3 separate regions of the Zea mays genome follow, and all the other regions are linked to region 2. A link is a contact called in public Hi-C data. All regions are on one chromosome and are shown on one strand. The core of a region is the stretch at or near the end of the contact, and the rest is flanking DNA. Distances in the headings are between cores, read along the strand shown. Region 1 holds the start of LOC103626973. Region 2 holds the start of LOC100217215 (Pre-mRNA-splicing factor 3). Region 3 holds the start of LOC100277069.

Evidence for each region. Hi-C and Micro-C count contacts between places; a contact is called where the count stands out from the background.
Region 1: a contact with region 2 is called in a Hi-C map of leaf, with 6 times the contacts expected there. The contact joins the promoter of LOC103626973 here to the promoter of LOC100217215 in region 2. A contact is called at or near these places in 7 of 25 Hi-C or Micro-C datasets (bundle sheath, ear, leaf and 2 more).
Region 3: a contact with region 2 is called in a Hi-C map of endosperm, with 2.8 times the contacts expected there. The contact joins the promoter of LOC100277069 here to the promoter of LOC100217215 in region 2. A contact is called at or near these places in 3 of 25 Hi-C or Micro-C datasets (ear, endosperm and leaf).

What each region holds. Positions count from the first base shown.
Region 1 is chr5:143,259,672-143,262,620 of Zm-B73-REFERENCE-NAM-5.0, forward strand. LOC103626973 reads left to right here and starts at 1,690. Exons shown (of 1, transcript XM_020537726.2): 1 at 1,690-2,768. The coding sequence starts at 1,788. The coding sequence ends at 2,495.
Region 2 is chr5:143,085,260-143,087,959 of Zm-B73-REFERENCE-NAM-5.0, forward strand. It overlaps LOC100217215 (Pre-mRNA-splicing factor 3), which reads left to right and starts at 1,267. Exons shown (of 6, transcript NM_001359704.1): 1 at 1,267-2,028. The coding sequence starts at 1,372.
Region 3 is chr5:142,859,930-142,862,768 of Zm-B73-REFERENCE-NAM-5.0, forward strand. LOC100277069 reads left to right here and starts at 1,339. Exons shown (of 7, transcript NM_001150736.1): 1 at 1,339-1,804; 2 at 1,914-2,054; 3 at 2,141-2,536; 4 at 2,620-2,751. The coding sequence starts at 1,400.

The sequences.
Region 1 (2,949 bases), core at 440-2,939, 170 kb after region 2:
CCCTTGAATTTAATGGGGCTCGCCTCTGATAGAAACTGAGTGTATGTTTATAATTTTATATGAAGTTGACACTGTGCCATCACTATAAGTAGGAGTACATGCCATATGCGTGAGGACTAGATTTTTCGGGCCGAGAACCGTCGACCTCCGAAGCCGTATTTTTCATCTTCGTGCTACTGTGGTCGTAGTCGAAGGTACTGATGTAAGTACTTGTAGACAAAAGAACAATAATGAAAGAGAGGGCTTGACCGCCACACCTTCGTATCCAATCTCGTTATCTTCCCCTCTATACATTATTCATGAATAAAAAACCTTCGTCACTTCATCTTATCCCTCGGTAGGAAGATAAATAGTGTTGTCCTGTTTTTTTTTCAGGAACTAAAATAGATGACCAACAAAGATCTCTTCCCATATCGCTTCAAATACAAGGTACAGTCTACACTAAAATTAAAAAAACAACTTAGAGATTCTGCGGTTGGCTTCTCTTGTTCTCAAACAAGCAAAGTTGGTTCGCCATCAACGACCTGACAGATCTTTCCAAGCCAGCGAATGTGGGGGAGAAAATGCAGTCGTTCAGTCGGCCAGTGGCTCTGGCACACAAACCTGTCGAGGCTAGGGGGCGGCCGGTAAAGGCCAAGAGATAAAACCGAGCCTTTCGTCAACACTGAGGGCTAGTTTGGAAACCCTAATTTTATATTAAATTTTTATTTTCTCAAAAAAAAATAATTCATTTTCTCTTGGAAAAATAGAAATCTTTTAGAAAATTAGGATTTCTAAACTAGTCCTGAGAGTCAGACTAACCGCAGTGGTTGACAGGGGCGCCCCTGCGCGCGCAGCACGGTACCCTGCAAACTGTTTGGTTCGGCTTTTCCGAGAATCTAGCTGTGGAGAGAATCCGACTATGTAGAGAATTTGAGTATCATTAAGATTACGTACGGAGGAAGATAAAGTTGTCCATGGGGCTCAGGATCTATAAAGTGATGGATTACTACTATTGCGACGACTCAACCGATTATATGTTTATGTTGATTTTAATGGTTTTTATCCAAACGAATTTTATAGAAGCTAGCTGAAAAGCTGAGTGTTTGGCAGTTCGCATTAGCTTTTGGTGGCTAGAAGCTGCGAAAAGCCGAAACAAACAGGGGCAAAGCCCCCGAGGCGTCGGAAGTGAACAGAAACACGTTGCTGCCAGCGAGTCCGCCGCCCCTTTCACCGTTTATTTGTGCGGTGGTTTTTTAATTTGTGAAGAAAAAAATGGTAATAAATGATGAATAGGGTTGGATAATGATATTTTATAATTGTATTGAGATATAGTGGAAGAATATAGAAAAGACTTCTGCGGGAAATAAAAAAGTATAAGATAAAATGTGATGATGTAACGCGAAAATTTGATATTGTGAGAGAAATTTAGAGGAACCGCTACGGACAGTCTAAACCGTGGTGCCTCTACATAGCAATAGCAATACATCGTCGCACAACTTCCGGTGGTGGGCTGGTGTTGCCGTGTTGGACACGTGCCTGTACTTTGAAAATTGGAGATCAAAACTGGTGCACGTGGATCGTGCACGTTCGGTTCCTGGGACACGGACTGGAAGGCAAAGTGGGGACCACCGCACCGCCGGCATGTCCTGTCCGCCGGGCAGGCATAGTGGCATACAGCCTCTGCCTGCAGGCTGCATCTTGTATAAATAATAGATGGCCGTCTCTGGGAAACAAGCTATCCGATTCCTATAAACTTCACACTGAGCAGCAGGTGAGCAGAACGAACGGGGGAACAGCGCGAACGAATGGCAGGCACCGGCCCTATTCCGGGGGTCATCGTCCTGGCTCTCGGCGCCGGGGCGCTGGGATTCCCCGACGCGCTGCGCCAGCTGCTCGACGCCGTCGCGGGGCGGCCGCGAAGCCCACTCCTCGACATCGCCGCCTGCGTGCTCGCCATGGCCGTGGCCACGGCCTACGCTCTCGGCACCATGCTGCTGGCGCGTTTCGTCCGCAAGGCGCCCGGCGGACTCGGAGCCGCCGCGGGCGTGGGCGGTGACGCGCCGCGCGCGGACCTCTTCGCCCTGCTGACTCTCGTCGTGTCCCTCGGCGCTGCCCTGCTCGTCTCCGCGTGCCTCTTCCTGACCGCGCCCGGCGCCGGCGGCCTGCTCTACCGTACTGTCGACGTCCTCGCCGGGAAAAGCGGTGTGGTATCGGCCCTTGTCGCCGTCGCCGCCGCCGCCGCCATCCCCTTCGTCAGGCGTGTGCTCTGCGCCGCCCCTGCTTCGACCCGGATCCTGGGCTTCGCGGTCGTGGGGCTGTTTGTCCTCGCCGCCTTCGTCCTCCTTCCCACGCTCGGTGGCGGCCTCTACAAACACCGCGTCAGCGTGTCCGTCGGCGTCATGGTCATGGCTCTCGCCCGCCGCTTCGGCAAGCTGGCGCGGGCGGCGTCGCTGGCCATCGTCATCGTCTCCTTCGCCCTCATCGGCCTCCTCACAACCGCGTGTGCCAAGTGATGATGCTCTGCTTCATGTCGTGTCCTGCTGTCTAGTCCGCCGTCGCCGATACGTGGCCGCGGGGAGCTGCATTTGCGTGTGGCCGCTGCCGTTCGTTACCAGACACCACTGCATTAGTTAGAAGGTTCTATTATTCGGATACTATTTATTCATGCCCAAATACCATCACTATTACGCTACTATTGTCAAGGTATTTCTGCAGTTTATCGGCTTGCCGTAGGTAAGATTCCAGAAATGGGGAAAAAAATGAAGAAAAAAAAAGACTTGCACGCGCGGGATTTGTCGGCCGTGGATCTTTCCAAGCCTCCATTTTTCCTTGCTTGCTTATCCGACCAAGCGTCACGGCTGAGGGAAAAGAAGTCGTCAGCCAGTGGCGGCTGTGGACCTGTCTCCCACGCAAACGTGCCCAGGCCGGCCGGTCAGGGACAGGATGTCCGAATCGAACCTTTCGCCA
Region 2 (2,700 bases), core at 17-2,516:
TTGGATGTGGATTACCGAAGGTGCAAGACAATACATAATTCAAATATGTAAGCAGAGAAACTACATAGGCAAACACATTCCCATGGTACAATTTGATGAGACTCATAGTGAGAGTGATAGTGAGGGTGAAGAGGAGACCTCTACTAAGGAACACATTAAGCTATCATAAGAGACTCATTTGTTCTTGAACAAGAAGAGAGAATAATACAAAGAATTGTGCAAGAAGCACAAAGCTTTTGAGCAATCCTTTGAAACTTATGAGAAGTTGAAAGAAGCTCATGCCCCTCTTCTTGAAATAGTAAGTATAGGTGTTACAAGTAATATTCTTGATGATACTATTTATACACAAACCTGTACTGCTCCTACTAATACTCCTTGTAGAAATACAAATAGTTTCACTAATAATATCTCACTCGTGGTTATAAGGCATGCTTGCTAAAGTGCTTGCATAGACAAAAGTTTTATCTCAACAAAGAGGGGGTTAGGCTACACCCTTAAGGTTGTCAAGACGATCTTCGTAACTCACAAAACTAGTTTTATGAAAGGGAATGATCATTTTGCTTAAAATACAAGTAAGTTGGATATTTGGAGCAAAATTTCAAGAACAAGAACAAAACCACATCTTCTATTAAATTTGATTCCTATTATTTACTTACAAAGGGGTGTTAGGGTATGGACACTAAATTCATCGGTGCACCTATTGTTGCCCTAAAGAAGAAGACAATTTGGGTACTCAAAAGTCTTGCAACTAATAACATTGGAGGACCCAATTAAGTTTGGTTACCTCAAAATTGATTTTATTTATAGATAAATTACAAGAAGGAAGAAGACATCGATTGATTGGCAATGTTTAGTTCAATTGATTCAAGCGAAAATAATAAATATAAGAGTATAACATTATCTGATAATGGTAAAGGCCCTCCTAAATTTTAGAAACTAAACTTGAGTTCCTATAAATCCTATTTGAAAGATCTATTTTAGTTATTCTGTTTGTTATTTTAGGGAATTTTAGTGACTAAATTTTAGAAGGCGAGAACCAAACACCCCTAAAGTATGGGTAAAATAACAATAATCAGATTGTACAACTGTTTTGTAGAAAAATCTAGCGAAAATAGTCAGAATTTCGTATGGGAGCGCAAACTCGATGCTTGCCTCGTAGAGTGGTCCCAAACATTCCTCCACCGACACCAGCCCACTACATACCGGTAGGCCCGATCTGGTTTATACGAACGTAACACCGAGGAACTACGATCCCCAACGGCCCAATTCAACCCGCCCCACGCGACGCCGACCGCAGATCCTTCATCTCTTTCCTCCCTCGTAGGCGAACCCGACTCAAACCCTAGCCCCCTCTCCTTGCCATCCCCGCCCATGGATCGCGATCGCTCCTCACGGCGCACTCGCAACGACGACGGGCACCACCGATCCCGCGGCCGGGACGACGACCGGCACCGCCGCCGTAGTCGCCACGACACCGAGGATCACCAGCACGACGGTGGAGACGAGGACCGTCGCCACCGCCGCCACCGCGACAAGGACGGTGGCAGAGGCGGCGAGGATGACCGCCGGCACCGTGACCATCACGATAAGGACGACAGCCGTTGCCACCGCTACCGTGACGGCGGTGACGACGATCGCCGCCGCGGGAACCGACGTTCCGTTTCCCCGTCCGAGTCCCCGCCACCCTCGGCGAAGCGGGACCGCTCGTCTAGCCGCCCCCGGGAGCTTGTCGAGCGCCGCGACTCCACCGACCGCGAGCCGCGGTCGCCGTCGCGGAAGAGAAAGGGGCACGAGGGCGGTGGCGACGGGGACGAGCCCGGCCGCGAAGGGGGCAAGCGGGCCAGGGCCTCCGTAGACCCGCCTCCACCCAAGGAGGAGAGGCCTAGGCGGGAGCGCCGGAGGTTTGAGGATGTCGGTGCGAATGGGAAGAATGGTGATGTGAGTAAGTCGAGTAAGGAAATCTCATCTCATGGGCAGAAGGGGGAGTTATCAATTAACGGAGATTCACAGAACGGCAATGGGCCTAATGTAAGTGTTATTACAGTTTCTGAGGTCCGTTTGTTTTGTTCTCATTGATTACTGAAGCTTGGGCAAGTAGAATGCTTATGATTGCTAGTATAACCTTTTTGTCAAGTGAGCGATGGTTGTACACTTGTACACTACTAGGTTCTGGGTTATGGAAACCTGGAGAAATGGAATGGGTAGATTGCTGTACTTTTTTAGTTCCTGGCATATCAGTTCATCATCTATCATCTGTCTTGAAAATGTTGAAGAGCTTAAAGTCTTTCTGCAGAATCTGTGTTTTAAGGTTCAGTTCTGCCCAAGAAGTTTATGCCATCTAAATTGAGTGGTATTGCTTGAATGTCTCCTTGTGAAAATATCTTAGGAGATTAACAGTTACTGTTGCTTGATTTGAGTGGCTAATGTTATTACAATGCCAACTTTTGCCCTAGATTCAGTAAGAATAAGGCAGCTATGACAATGATCCTAAGTCATAGTTATGACTGTTTTGTGCTGTCATATGTCTACAATATGCTTTGTTTGGCGCCTGTAAGTTGTAAGCATGCTGTTATTATGCAGCTTTTCGTGTTATTATAAATACATTCTTACAAGCTACTCTTCAGTCAAGACTAATGCAGTCCCTTATTGGTTTATGTTTGCCCAGTAGTGGTGAATAGTATAGTTATCTTTTAGAGGAAT
Region 3 (2,839 bases), core at 89-2,588, 230 kb before region 2:
AGCTCATCGTCCACCTGAAGCCCAACCTACCACATAAGTCGCTACTGACCGGACATGAATTCTTGTGCGCTGGGACGATGGACGTTGTTGACGTTGTGTGAGTGTCCTCGAACATGATGTATGTAGTGGAGTAGCGCATCTGGTGGTGCAATGGCCAGGGGTACTACCTCGCTGATGAGCCCGGGGTACACTTCGTTTGGCAGCCCAACCAAGAGTCATCGGTACTCGTCATGTCGCGCGCGTTCGACGACTACTATATCGAGGATTGTGGCATCATCTTAGCGTTGGAGGTGACACAGAGGAGGATCGACAACAGTGACCAGTTCGTCATCCTCGCCACCGTCATGGTAGCTTTTGTGCCGATCTGCCTTTAATTCTCTTCGCAAACACACACATTTACCTTTTTGTTTAAGCAAGAGCGTATGATGGTGCGTGTCTGGTGACTAACGATGTACGAGAAAATTTCTTCTAGCATACGTGGAACGTGCTCTCCAATGATGAGACCATACAAATCGTGGCATATATCGAAGTCTGCATGATACTGATGGTTGCAATGTAGTGGTGAAACAACTAGATTAAAATAACAAAATTTATGTATGACTAGGATCACAAATTGATTATGAAACATTCTCTCATAACAATATAACACACATTTTATATATAAGTTATCGTAGTATACTGGTATTATATATTACCGTTGCAACGCACGGGCACTCAGCTAGTATATGTGATATATGATGTATCTCTAAATATTTGTACCTATATAATTTTTACTTTTTGAAATTATGAACTTGTTGTACGTGTTGTCTTAAGTATAAGTTTGATATTCGGTTTTTAACGAAAAACCAAAGTAAAAAACCAAAACTGAGCTTCTCGGTTTTTTATTTTCTAGAAAACCGATCATTAATTTTCTAATATGTTGAAAACCGAAGTTTTTTAAAACCGAAAAACCGAACTGAAGTTTAAAAAACCCGAATGCAGAGCCCTAAATGGATCGTCGCGAGGAAATTCATCCACCATCCATTTCAATAAACCAAACGGATAAAAGATGAGCTCTGCCCATTCACATCGCAACAGTAGGAAATTCATTCAAACAGGAAATATACAGCTATGGTTGACGAAAGCCAGTTCAGTCATGCACCTTACCTTAGTGGCAGTTTCCCTCCGCCTCTGGCCTCACATGCCAGTGAACTGTCGGCTAGCCGTTGCACGCGCCCCCACGCGGCGACATCACCTCCCGTTCAAACTTTGAAAATTCTGACCGTTACACGCTCCTGCTCCCGTCTGCTCGTATCGTACATAAAAATGTCAAACCAATCGCACCAGATCACCGAAAACACACCATCTCCACCTCGCCGCCGCCGCTCGGATTTCCCTCTACCTCACCCTGTCCGGCTCCATGGCGACCGCCGCGGTGGAGAGCAAGAGGGGCAGCGCCCGGGGCCGCAAGGCGCTCGTGGCCGTGCTCGACAACGAGGCTAACATCTCCGCCGGGAAGGCCGCCCAGGCCGCCGATCTCTCGTCCTGCTCAGCGCAGAAGAAGGCGAAGCGGGCGCCGTCAAGGAGCAGCAAGGCCAAGGCCGCCGCGGCGTCGGCGGCCGTGGTCGTGGACGACATAGCCGAGCTGCAGGGGATGCTAGAGCGCCTGCGGCTGGAGAAGGAGAAGGCGGAGGAGATGGTTAGGGAGCGGGATGAGGTCATCCGGAAGAAGGAGGAGGAGATCGAGACCAGAGACAAGGAGCAGGAGCGTCTCCAGGCCGAGCTCAGGAAGGCGCAACGCGCCAAGGAGTTCAAGCCTACCGTGGTACGTTCAGATCCAGATTCCTTGGCTTCGGTTCAGGACCTCATCGCGGGTCATCTGCGTCCTAATTTGTCTGATCGATTGATGATCTGATCTGATTTTTTTTCTGCAGAGCTTCCCCCTCGTCAAGTCGTTGCTGGAGAAAGAGCAAGAAGCAGACGACAAGGGAAAGAAGAAGAAGGGGAAGGGCGGCCACGAGAGGAAGAAGCCGTGCCCGGCGTACGTGCTCTGGCTCAAGGACCAGTGGACCGAGGTGAGCTCCCAAATCCGCCCGATGCATCATCTCCCTTGTTGGCCCACCAGGTGTTTGACGAATTGTGCTGCCCATGTCGATTCCAGGTCAAGAAGGAGAACCCTGAGGCCGACTTCAAGGAGGTGTCCAACACGCTGGGCGCCAAGTGGAAGGCTCTGGGCGCCGAGGAGAAGCAGCCCTATGAGGATCGATACCGCCAGGAGAAGGAGGCCTACCTGCAGGTGGTTGGCCAGGAGAAGCGCGAGGCCGAGGCGATGAAGCTTCTCGAGGAGCAGCAGATGCAGTGGACCGCCAAGGAGCTGCTGGATCAGTACCTCAAGTTCAGGCAGGAGGCCGAGGAGGGTGACTGCAAGAAGGGGAGGAAGAAGAAGAGCAAGAAGGATAAGGACCCCTCCAAGCCCAAGCAGCCCATGTCGGCCTACTTCGTGTACTCGCAGGAGAGGCGTGCCACGCTGGTCGCGGAGAAGAAGAATGTACCTGAGGTGAATGGCTTGCTTAGTTATAATTTCTGTTGTGTCGATGCGTACCCATTTGTTCTGATGTGACATTGTGTACGTTCCCACAGATTGGCAAGATCACCGGGGAAGAATGGAAGAACATGACAGAAGGTCAGAGGGCTCCCTATGAGGAGGTCGCGAGGAAGCAGAAGGAAGAGTACCACAAGCAGATGGAGGTGTACAAGCAGAAGAAGGCTGAGGTGTGAAAACTGTACAGAATGTGCTTCTACCATTTGTTTTTTTGCGCAATGAAAGATAAATGACTAACGTGGAGCTTGTAATTTGTAT